2 separate regions of the Triticum aestivum genome follow, and region 2 is linked to region 1. Evidence: chromatin contacts called from public Hi-C data. All regions are on one chromosome and are shown on one strand. The core of a region is the stretch at or near the end of the contact, and the rest is flanking DNA. Distances in the headings are between cores, read along the strand shown.

Region 1 (5,604 bases), core at 3,035-5,534:
CACTATAATCCTTGAAGCGGTGGCCGATCAGGAGACTTGGATTTGGCATGCATTCTTTGGAATGCCTGGATCTTTGAATGACATCAATGTTGTCAACCGGTCACCACTGATGAATAAGATTGCAAATGGTGAGTTGCCACCGGTGCAGTTTGTAGAAAATGGTCGTACGTACAACTATGGCTATTATCTAGCGGATGGCATCTATCCAAAGTGGCAAACCTTCATGAAGCCGTTGAAAAAGCCGGAAGGTAAGAAAAATCTTGATTTCCACAATGCTCAGGCGGCAGCTAGAAAAGATGTGAAGAGAGCATTTGGGATTTTGCAAGCCCAATTTGCTATTGTGAGAGGACCGGCTAGATTTTGGGATCAAAAAAATGCTTTGGTACATCATGCACGCTTGTGTGATCATGCACAACATGATCATCGAGAATGAGCGTGGCCAAGATTTAGACTACTCACGATATGAGCTCTTGTGACATCCCGTGTGAGTGCGACGGAGGGCTGAAAGGGCCATGGAGGCGTGGTGGATCTCGACGCTTGCTGGTGGGAGGGATTCGTTTTTGATGATTTTTTGAGTTTTTTAGTGGTTGTGTCCTGCTCAGAGTGACGAGACGGTGGCGGCTCTCTAAAGATGGAATAAATTTCTCCCCATCTAGCCCCCGTCTTGGTGGTGCTTCTAGCGTCATCGGAGGGTGTGTGAAGATTTGTCTCTGACGGATCTCACCGGATTCGGTGAGGTGTTCATCTTCGGTGGATCCACGTGGATCAGGTCCTTGTTCTTGTGTGTTTGTGTGTCTGCTTGGATCCTTCCGATCCAACCTTCTCTTCAACGGCGGTGTTTGTTGTTCTGGTGCGCTGGTCCTTTAGGGCCTTAGCACGATGACTTTCCAATTGTCTACTACGACAAGTTTTGCCCGACTCTATTGAGGAAGGGGTGATGACGGCGGCGTGCCTTCGGCTTACTTTAGTGCTTGTAGTCGTCGCTAGGTGGTCTATGGATCTGGTTGTAGTTTTATTATTTTTGGTATTCGTTGTACTATCATGATTGATGATGGATAGATTGGAATTTTTTCCGCAAAAAATAATAACACAAGATGCTATGCATACAGTTTCAATACGGTCCTCGGTATGACAAACCATCTCCACCACAAGCTTGTTCCTTTCTTTAACCAGTTCGGTTTGAATTAGTATTGTACAAGAATCAGATGTAGTCTGAGCTATTCCGTTGTAAATTTATGATTTTCTTGAAATTGTGTAGTTTTTTTAACTTTAACCACTAGCGTTTACATTTTCGTGACTGGTAAGATGAAAGCAACATCAATAGATTTGTCATTGCAGAAATATTTCTGAACTTGTTTAAATATTGGTCAAAGGTGCATATCGGAGATTATGTCAATGCCCAAGGCACCCGCCGACGAACTAAGAGAGTAGAGTTCTTTCATTTTATTGTTTTGTTCAAATAATAGCAAGTCCAGTCCATCTATTTGTTGTATCCCGAGGTTTGATTATTTGAGAAAATTGCAACATAACATTAGCAAGGCCAGTTTGGAAAATTTGCTCCTAACCCATGTCAAAATTCGATTTGTATCATGGGATTTATATAAATTCATCCACGTCCTCAACATGCCTCAAAACAACTTGAATTTATCATTTGATTGTTTTGGAAAATTATAGCATAACATTGATCTGAATGTCTGAAGTCATCGGTACGCGACACCAACAGGCTTGGTGGAAGACGACCCGTGGTGACGAACTTGAGCAGTTGCACGTAGTGCTTCCCCGAAACATAATTCATCCTCTCCTGATGCAGGATCATAAGGACAAGAGGTACCAGATACATGCACTCCTACTCGCCAATGCATGTTGGCATTTGGGATGGAGTAGTCTACGATGACGACACAAATAGTGAGAAGAGGCAAACCCTAGCTTGTTTTAGTGTATTTTTGGCTGTGGCTGGTAAGTCGTTATATATAGACCCACGCGGTATCGTGTAGCGATTATGATCTCAAATAGACTTAGTTTTGTAGCTGTAAACTTACCGGACAAGAAAACAACCAACTTGTTTACCAAGAAACCAAAAAAGTAAAGCGACAAAAAGAAACTACGTACATGCAAGGTTACAAACCGATTTTTTCACATGCCCACGCCCTTCACCCCGGCGAGACCAGGCGAGATGATCAACCGCATGCGGTGTTCTCTATCTCTCTCCTCATACTCATCACTTAGTGTCGTGGGGAGACTATATTTAAGTTGGTCTCATGTCTCCTTCACTTTTGGGGTGAGACTGAAGCTTGCAGCTTCACTTGCCATTTATACATGGGCCTTTGAGATTTACATTAGAAATTTTAGAAAATCTTCATGGCCAACCCATTTATTCTAACACGCTACACCCTGTTTTTTTTCATTGTTTGTGTTTATGGACGATATTCCTATTGGGTGATGGTTATAGTGGTTCTTTATGTATTCATACGCAGAGACCGAGAAGGATGGGCCGGTAAGACTAACAAAACCTTTTGTAGTGAAAACTAAATGTTAAACTCCAGCGTTCTTCATTCTACATTTATTTATTTATTTATTTATTTTTGCAACCTGAAGGGGCTTTGAATATTTGCTTTTCATCCGTCTGATGATTCCTTTGGTACCGAGATTCTTGCATGACCTTTCTATCATATCATCCACGTATCCTGGGTCCATTATTGGTTAAATTTGAAGTTGAGTTCACAAGATGCCAACGAAGGCTGCATCCAATGGCCTTGACACATATATTTTTATTACAACGGCTTGTGATACATATATTTATACAATATATTTTAGAAAAGCAAAAGAAAGCTGAGAGTGACTATTGCTCAATCGACCAGGAGCTAGTAAATCCATCAAATCCATGATTAGAAATTTAGAACATAGTTAGAAGAGTAAGACTTGCTGGTTGACCTACATATAACCCTTCCTATTAAGTCCCTCTTATTGAAAATGAAGGTATAAAGATGTTGTGGACTAATTGCACAATAGTTCAAGTTGTGTTAGTAGTATTGGCTACATAAGAAAATGATTCTTCTGTAGTGTGAGGCCCAACCTTACACACTCTAGTGTCATTAAAAATGGTTATAGTTGGGCATCTTCTAAGAAAATATGAAAGAAATGTAGGGTCGATGCAAACTACTACTACTCCACGTCTAGCTAAATAGTACTATCACATGTGTATGTAAATAGATGGCTTTCCAGAAATTGTGTAGTTAAAGTTTTAAAACTTTGACACAAAAGTATTTTCATCCGTAAAATAATGCAACATTATTAGTTTTGTCATTAAACATGTTTTCAAATGCCTACAAATTAATGATCAAAGATGCATATCGAAGACTATGTCAATGCATAAATGTCAGCTGTCGACAAACCGAGGGAGTAGAATTCTTTATATATGTTGTTTTGTTCAAATTATAGCAAGTCCAGTTTATCCTTATTTTTTTGACGTTTGATTATACTAATCCCATAGATACTACAAGAGACAATTCCAATATAACAATCAATCAATGATTGCTAGTTACCCAATAGATAACCATGGTAAGTTCCTCTTCAAATTATGTCCTTTTCACAAGAAAATGCTTTTCCTGTAGTGTGAGCCCCAACCCTATACACCCTAGTGTTACTAAAAAAGATTGTAGATTTGGAGGCATATCTTCCAAGAAAATACTGCTACTACGAAAGATATGCGTAGTCGATGCAAACTGCTCTACATCTAGCTAAATAGTACTACGGGTTCAATATGACCCATGTACCACGAACCACCTGCACACATGATTATTCCATTTTTTCAACCAGTTCGATTTGGATTAGTGTCGTACAAGAAGGATGCGATCTCTCGTATGCATATCCATTTTGTTGTAAATAGATGGCTTTCTTGAAATTGTGTAGTAAAATTTTGTTTGAAATTCTCAAAAAAATTTGTTTGGAAGCTTTGCTTTCAAATGCTTTGTGAGTGTCCATTACTATTTACTACTCTCTCTGTTTCATAATATAAAAGTGTTTTTGACATAGACTAGACTAGACGGAGGGAGTATGATGGAGTAGCAAAGATGCCATCAGCCCATAAGCACTCACACTAATGCCTCCTTTTTGTTTCTCATCATATCATGGATGCAATCCAAGAAACTAAAAAATACACCCTCCAAAAATATAAAAAACACACACCCAAGTTGACCATACCAGGAGGGCCCACACCCCCCTCCCTATCCCCCACCCTCTCTCTCATCAGTCATCACATTTTCTTCTTCACTGCCATCGCCTTCCCAGTTCACACCCCTCTCCCTCTCTCTCTCTCTCTAGCCCTGTTCTCTTTCTCTCTCCTCGGGGAGGCTTCTCCCCTAGCTCTCCTCCTCCTCCTCCTCCCTTTACCTTTGGGCTATATAAGCTTTGGGGGATTGGAAAGCGGCAGCGAGCGGGCGGGCGGGGCTCTCGCCGAGTTTGAAGTTGAACCCACCCCAAGCCAAAACCCCATCTTTCTCTCTCCTCCTCCCCGCCGCCGCCCCTTCAAATCGCAGCCGCTCCCCCCCGCCTCCGTCCCCGATCAAATGCGGCGAGATCTGCGCGCGTGACCCCGTAAGTCCACCGCGCCCTGCCCCCTCCCGTCCGGCGCCCTCTCCGCCGGCCGCGGCGGGGTTCTTGGAGCCGGCATTTCAGCCTCCGAGCTCGGATTAGATTGGATTGTTCTTCCGTTTTTCCCCTCTGCTCTTTTCTGTGTGCAGCTGGGCTGTGTTCTTGGTTCCTTGGGGTGGATCGAGAGCCGCGCTGTGCGCCGCCATTTCGCATCCATTTTTGATGCGCTCATGGAGTTGGCATTTGGGATTCGTTCGTTGATTTTAAAAGGAAAAACAAATCATTGGGGTGGCTTTGATTCGGAGTTGGTGGAGCTTGGACCCGGGGCTGATTATTTTTCTCCCCCCGCGTCTTGAATTCTGATTTGCTCCTTGAGTTCCGATTTGACATTTCGGCCCAGAGCTCCACCGTTTCCTCTTTCTTTTCTTTTTTCAGAACAGTTTAGGCCTTCTTTGGTTCATAGGGTAGGAAAATCGTAGGAATAGGTAAGTCATAGGAAATGAGATGACATGTATTTCAAATCCTATGAGTAGGAATAGGAAAGGAGATGCCTTTTGATTCACATCATAGGATTTTTTCCATTGAGTCTAGGCTAATGTTTATTTTCCTATGAAATGTGGAGGATAGGAAGAATTCCTCCATAGGAATAGGATTCCATTCCTACAAACCAAAGGGCTCTAAAGGAATTTTTCCTATAGAAATCCTATCCTATGAAATTCCTACAAAATTCCTCTGAACCAAAGGAGGCCTTAGTGGGGCTGTCGGCAGGTTTTGTCACCGGGTGCTTTGCTTTTGCATCCGTAATTACGGATCACTTGTCTTTTCTTATGTTTTCATGTGAGCTCACGCTTTTGGTCTTCTCCTTCCCCCTAACCCCAAGATATATCTCTTGGAGTATTGGCAACTTTGCCATCCATTTTGATTTGTTTTCTCTGGACAATACTACCTTTTTTCCACTCTGAGCATATTTTTTTTGTGTGTGGAGTTGTTTGGTACTTCAATGCACTTATTCTT
Region 2 (5,604 bases), core at 1,917-4,416, 270 kb before region 1:
TATCTGTATAAGAATTAGGATAGCTAATCCTTTATGCTTAGAAATGAATATACAGAAGCATTTGTTTCAGTTTTCTGTACATTCAGCAATCTTCAACTGTGATGCTGCATGTTCAACTCCATTCATTTTCATCTAGAGGAAACATAATTTATTCGAGTGCCCCGCTTCATTTTTATTTCTCTTGATTACTGTTCAGTGATGAAAATGGTTGTTTTTCGTGTACCATTTTGTAAGGATTATATAGCTCAACTAGGTGTTTATTAATTGTGACTGATATTCTGATTTATAGCGTCAACAAGATGGAATTCTCCTCATTCTTGTAAATCTGTCTATTGTCGGGGTATTTCTATAGAAATTTTTATCAATAGCAAGGGTCTGGTTGGCTGACAATGGCATCCAGTTCTTTTTTTCCAGTCCATTTGTCTACATGAGCTATATGCAGTTTGTGAGGAATAACAAATTGCTGATTTCCCCTCCCTCTCTATTTCTCTCTAGGCATCTAGATAATCTTCTTATAAGAGATGACGGGTGCCTTTTCCATGTGGACTTTGGTTTTATTCTGGGTCGAGATCCAAAGCCATTTCCACCTCCAATGAAACTATGTAAAGAAATGGTCGAGGCCATGGGTGGCACAGAAAGGTAATTTGTTGATCCGTTCTGTCAATACTTGAATTATTATCCATTTGCTACAGCTCTTTGAATTGCTGTAACTTGCCTTTTGGATTTCAGCCAATACTACACAAGATTCAAGTCCTACTGCTGTGAAGCATACAACATTTTAAGGAATAACAGCAGCCTTATATTGAATCTCTTCACGTTGATGGAAAGATCAAGTATTCCAGATATCTCTGCCGAGGAAAATGCAACGCTTAAGGTAATTAAATTGGTTTTATGAGTGGATTTTTTTGTTCACAAAGAGCAGAGCAGCGTATAATCACATGTCGTTTCCTCCTTTTGCGGTGTGCATCGTCAGGTTCAGGAGAAATTCCGGCTGGATCTGGACGATGAGGAGGCTATACATTTCTTCCAGGGTCTTATCAACGATAGTGTCAGCGCATTGTTCCCTCAAATGGTTGAGACCATCCATAGATGGGCTCAATATTGGCGATGACCACTTCTTGTTTGTATAGGGTGAGTTTGGTGATGGTGTCTGGCTGTTGACATGATTCCATCGCATAATAACATGCTCTTGCAATGGCCACTGCTGACCTCCATTCTTTTATTTGATCTTCACCAGCCGCAGCAGACTATTAACAACAGATGTCAAGCAGAGACTGAATGGTAAGAGGAGACGAATGCGATAGATTTACAGCATAACGTGGAAATAATGGACAAATGCCCACACGTACTTTATTTCCCCGTTGGATACTTTCTAACTTACGAACGCAAATTTGTGAATATGTCTTCTTTATGTAAATCGTCCTGTGTGTGATGTAATTAACAAGACTCTGAAGTGCAAATCTGTGAACATGCTAGCATTTATAACTTTGTCTATGTGTGATGTACTCAGCATATATGATATGTGGTGGCAATGTGTTGATAAGCCTAGGGAAAAAAATGTAGACGCGGGTGCTTTATTCTAGTTATTTACCAAACAATGGAGTGCCCATTTGTTGTCATCTGAAAAAGTTCGTGAGATATTTGTTCGCAGATAATGAAGATCTCTCATCTGAAACTGGCGTCGACTCATGGCTCATGCCACGTCATTGTTTCTTCTCCGAGAAAAAAAGTTGATGACCCGTAGGCCCTAGGCAGGTTTTGTTGATAAGAATGATTGCGGGCTATATGCAGTGTTTGGCCTCAATGGTTGCATCCACCATTTGTTATGCCTGAATGGGTCTCACCAGCCAAGATGCAAAGTCCACATAGGATCTTGAAGCAGAGAAAAAGAAGAATGATCCGGTGAAAGTGCTTGGCGTTGTTTGACTCAGGAGGATAACAAAAGCTCAGAAGAGAGAACACATTGTCCAGTTCCCTCGCGTACATAGTGCATAGAAACAAGTACTCCCTCCGTTCCGAATTATTTGTCGCACGTATGGATGTATCTAGATGTATTCTAGTTTTAGATACATCCATTCCAGAGACGAGTAATTTGGAACGGAGGGAATATAAAATCAGTGACAATTGATATAGATTGGAGCGAGTAGCAATAATCACAGCTACTAACACTACAACAAATCAGATTAACCGCCGACTTGTTTGTCTTATCACAAACAACCCGTTTCACTCAGAAGTCACATGAGGCAGGCAAATAGCTAATAATCTTTATGTGAAGAACAGCACATGAAAAAACAAATTTCACACATTTATTGCCCTGGTCTGTCGGTAGTTTGGCCTAGGATCTCAAGTTCTAAACCGTTGACTCGACCAAGGGGCGCAAAATCCTTGCACCGAGGTCATCTCTCCCTTGGAGGTCTCATTGCTGGCTCGAGATGCGGTGGCGGCATCCCTGTGGTTTTCAGGTGAAACCCTATGATCCAATTCATCAGATTGAATGATGCCGTCTTGTCCCACGTCCCTACTTTTTGGGACGTAGCTTTGGAAGACCTTCACCCCCTTTTACGAATTCCCCGTGTGATGGAATGGATATCGGCAGCGATGCCGGTTTCTATCGTTGTGACTTGTGCGGCAGTGATGCTTATGATGCACATTGTTCCGAGTCGTACCAGTACTTGGTAGTCGATACTAAACTTGATAAACCAAATACATCTCCTAAGTTTGAACGGAGTCAACGGACAAAGTAATATAAAAGAAGCTTGCAATTTGAATCCAGTTCAAAATTTGCAGCTCCATGGCTACTTGCTACCCAATGTACATTTCTTTTTTGAACATCAGTACAGACACAAGCGCTCATATACACGCGCATACACTCATCCCTATGAACGCACACACGCACACCCTACCCCTATGAGCACCTCCGAAAGACCGAACCGACATATCATCTTGAAAATTACGAAGTCACCGTAGGCACCTCGTTGTCGCCGGGAACGTCTCCTCCCACTGAATACGCATCGCCGGAAATCTTGAAATAAATCTAGAAATAAATGCGAGCACCAGTATTTGAACCCTGGCGTGCTGGAGATACCACAGTCCCTCTAACAATCCAACCACAGGTTGGTTCGCACCCAGTGTACACTTTCGATGTATGCGTGTGTATGTGTTAGAAAATGAAAAAAAGAGAGGCAAAACTAGACACGTGCTTTCTTGGCCGAGGAAAAGAAAGGAGGACCAAAAACTGAAAGAAGACGAGGAGCTCGCGACCCCAAAACCCTAACCCCTGTAACCCTCGGCGGCGGCGGCGGTGGCGATGGCGGACGGAGGCGGTGGACGGGCGGCGGAGCTGAAGGACCAGGGGAACGAGCACTTCAAGTCCGGGAACTACCTCAAGGCCGCCGCGCTCTACACGCAGGCCATCAAGCTCGACTCCGACAATCCCACCCTCTACAGGTGCCCCCTCTCCCTCCCTTCCCATCTCCGCTCGTTCAGTGCGCGAAACCCTACTGCTCTGATCGATCTCTTCGGGGGGAGATGTCTTGAGATCGTGCGTGCGCTTGTTTGGTCAGCTGGTCAGATGGAATGAGGAAATGCGCGGCGTTAGCACATATGTTGCGGTGTTGTGGATTTAGGCTTTGGGATCCATGTGCCCTGAGGTTTGATTTGTGTGTCGCCGTGTTGCCGCCTGGCGAGCATTGCAAATTTCAATCCTGTGAAATAAATGGCATCTTTTTTCCTATAGGAATTGAGACACATGCCATCTCATTTCCAATTCCTATAACATTCCTATCCTATGGACCAAAGGAGGCCTAAGTTCCAGAGCTTTAGACTTATAAATAGCTGTATTGGTGTTGAAACTACATTAACAGCTAATAAGCCTTCCGTGGTGTTGTTTCTATGCCACTGGAAATTAAGCTTGTATGCTTCCAATAATCTGATGTTAGCGATTATTCACATTTCTGCGATATAGCCCATCGATGCACAGTGTTTGCTGTGCTCTACCATGCGTCAGGTTTAGCGCACATGTGACAAGACAAACCCTTTCCAAAGTGCCTGTTATACGATCCAAGACAGAGAAAATATTATTTCTATCATTGCCTCGTGAAGATTTACTTCTGGATGCAACTAATATTCCCAAGTGTAGGAAAACCTTCTAGGCCCAGTACTTTCTGCTCGAAGCAAAAAGAGGCGACTTCTTCAGTTGTTATGTATAAGTATTCTAAGATTTCTTACTTCGCATAGCCGGTTATGATTAGGGTATACCTTACATGGTGTTGTTGTTGTGGAAGCAGTGTTGTTGATTCTATCATAAACCCACACTTTGCCTGTTTGACATAGATTGAAATATGACTATATGAGGCACATGATGACCGGTGAGAATGAGTGTGGAAGAAAGTTAAGCAACCCCACTAACTGATTTAGGCAGTCAGCACCTCAGCCCTCAGGCGAGAGACTGAATCCTAAACCATCCAATCACGAGGGGCGGGCAATGAAACTACATTGAAAGAAATGAGGATGATTTGATATTGCATATAGATTAAGGAAGCAAGCAATCATGTGATGTGATGTGTGCTAGACAAATCATTCGGTAATTCTATTTGAGAAGTTAAGTTGGAATCTATTATTGACAGAAATTCACAACATAACTCAGAAAACAAAACTAATAAATTTGGTACCAATATTGATAATAGGCCATTTTTAAAGCCTTACATTAGGTACTATTCAGAGTTGAATTTGTCAAAAGGAAATCTTGACCTGTGTTATGAATGTTGATTTGAAATTTTGTGACATGTTAGGTACCAATATTATCTATGTCATGTATATAGTTTTCAGAATTTTTTGAAACTTTAAAGGATGCCAATTGAGACTGGGTCACCTAGTGCACCAGATATTCTCCCAGCCGTCAGGTAGAGATACTGAATCCTAAACCATCCAATCATGAGGGGCAGGCAATGGAACTACATAGAGGGAAGCGAGGAGGATCTGTTATTGCGTATATAGATCAAGGAAGCAATCAATTATGCAATGTGTTCTAAACAAATCATTCGGTAAATTCTATTTGAGAAGTTAAGTTGGAATCTATTATCGACAATGTTTTTCTAGGCTTACAATAATCAAACGATTTGGGAGGCCTTATTTGCTAGCCAAAAATATAGTTAAGAATGATTGTGTTGTCTTCTTAAAGCTGTCAAAATTTGGCAACGGCAACTTGAGGGTATCTATGCTGCTAAGCAGGTGTCAAATTAATTGGTCTGAAATCTCAAAAGAAAAAGAAAATGGTCTGAGAGCCAAGCCAACTTTCAAGTAGTAAAAAGCAGGCATTAAGTTGAAGAGTTGTGATGTATTGCTTTTATTGAAATAAACTTTTTGGAAACTTCTGATATCCTTTTTATTTAAATCACTGCCAGCAACCGAGCTGCTGCATTTCTGCAGCTGGTTAAGCTTAATAAGGCACTTGCTGATGCTGAGACGACAATAAAACTGAAACCAGAGTGGGAGAAGGTATAGAAATGCCAAATTGCACTCTGCTTCACCTTCTGTCATTTATTTTGCTCCTAACTTCTTCCACAATACAGGGTTATTTCAGGAAAGGATGTGTTTTGGAGGCCA

Evidence for each region. Hi-C and Micro-C count contacts between places; a contact is called where the count stands out from the background.
Region 2: a Hi-C map of leaf shows a contact between it and region 1, with 5 times the contacts expected there. The contact joins the promoter of LOC123110460 here to the promoter of LOC123110459 in region 1. A contact is called at or near these places in 2 of 5 Hi-C or Micro-C datasets (leaf and an unstated tissue) and 1 of 1 datasets of contacts at active chromatin or transcription factors (leaf).

The regions. Positions count from the first base shown.
Region 1 is chr5B:70,577,488-70,583,091 of IWGSC CS RefSeq v2.1, reverse strand. It overlaps LOC123110459 (serine/threonine-protein kinase Nek2), which reads left to right and starts at 4,284. Exons shown (of 15, transcript XM_044530984.1): 1 at 4,284-4,593.
Region 2 is chr5B:70,844,675-70,850,278 of IWGSC CS RefSeq v2.1, reverse strand. It overlaps LOC123110460 (serine/threonine-protein phosphatase 5), which reads left to right and starts at 3,166. Exons shown (of 8, transcript XM_044530985.1): 1 at 3,166-3,447; 2 at 5,403-5,496; 3 at 5,571-5,604. The coding sequence starts at 3,308. LOC123110461 (phosphatidylinositol 3-kinase, root isoform) reads left to right here. Exons shown (of 19, transcript XM_044530986.1): 16 at 496-639; 17 at 730-874; 18 at 974-1,131; 19 at 1,238-1,482. The coding sequence ends at 1,111.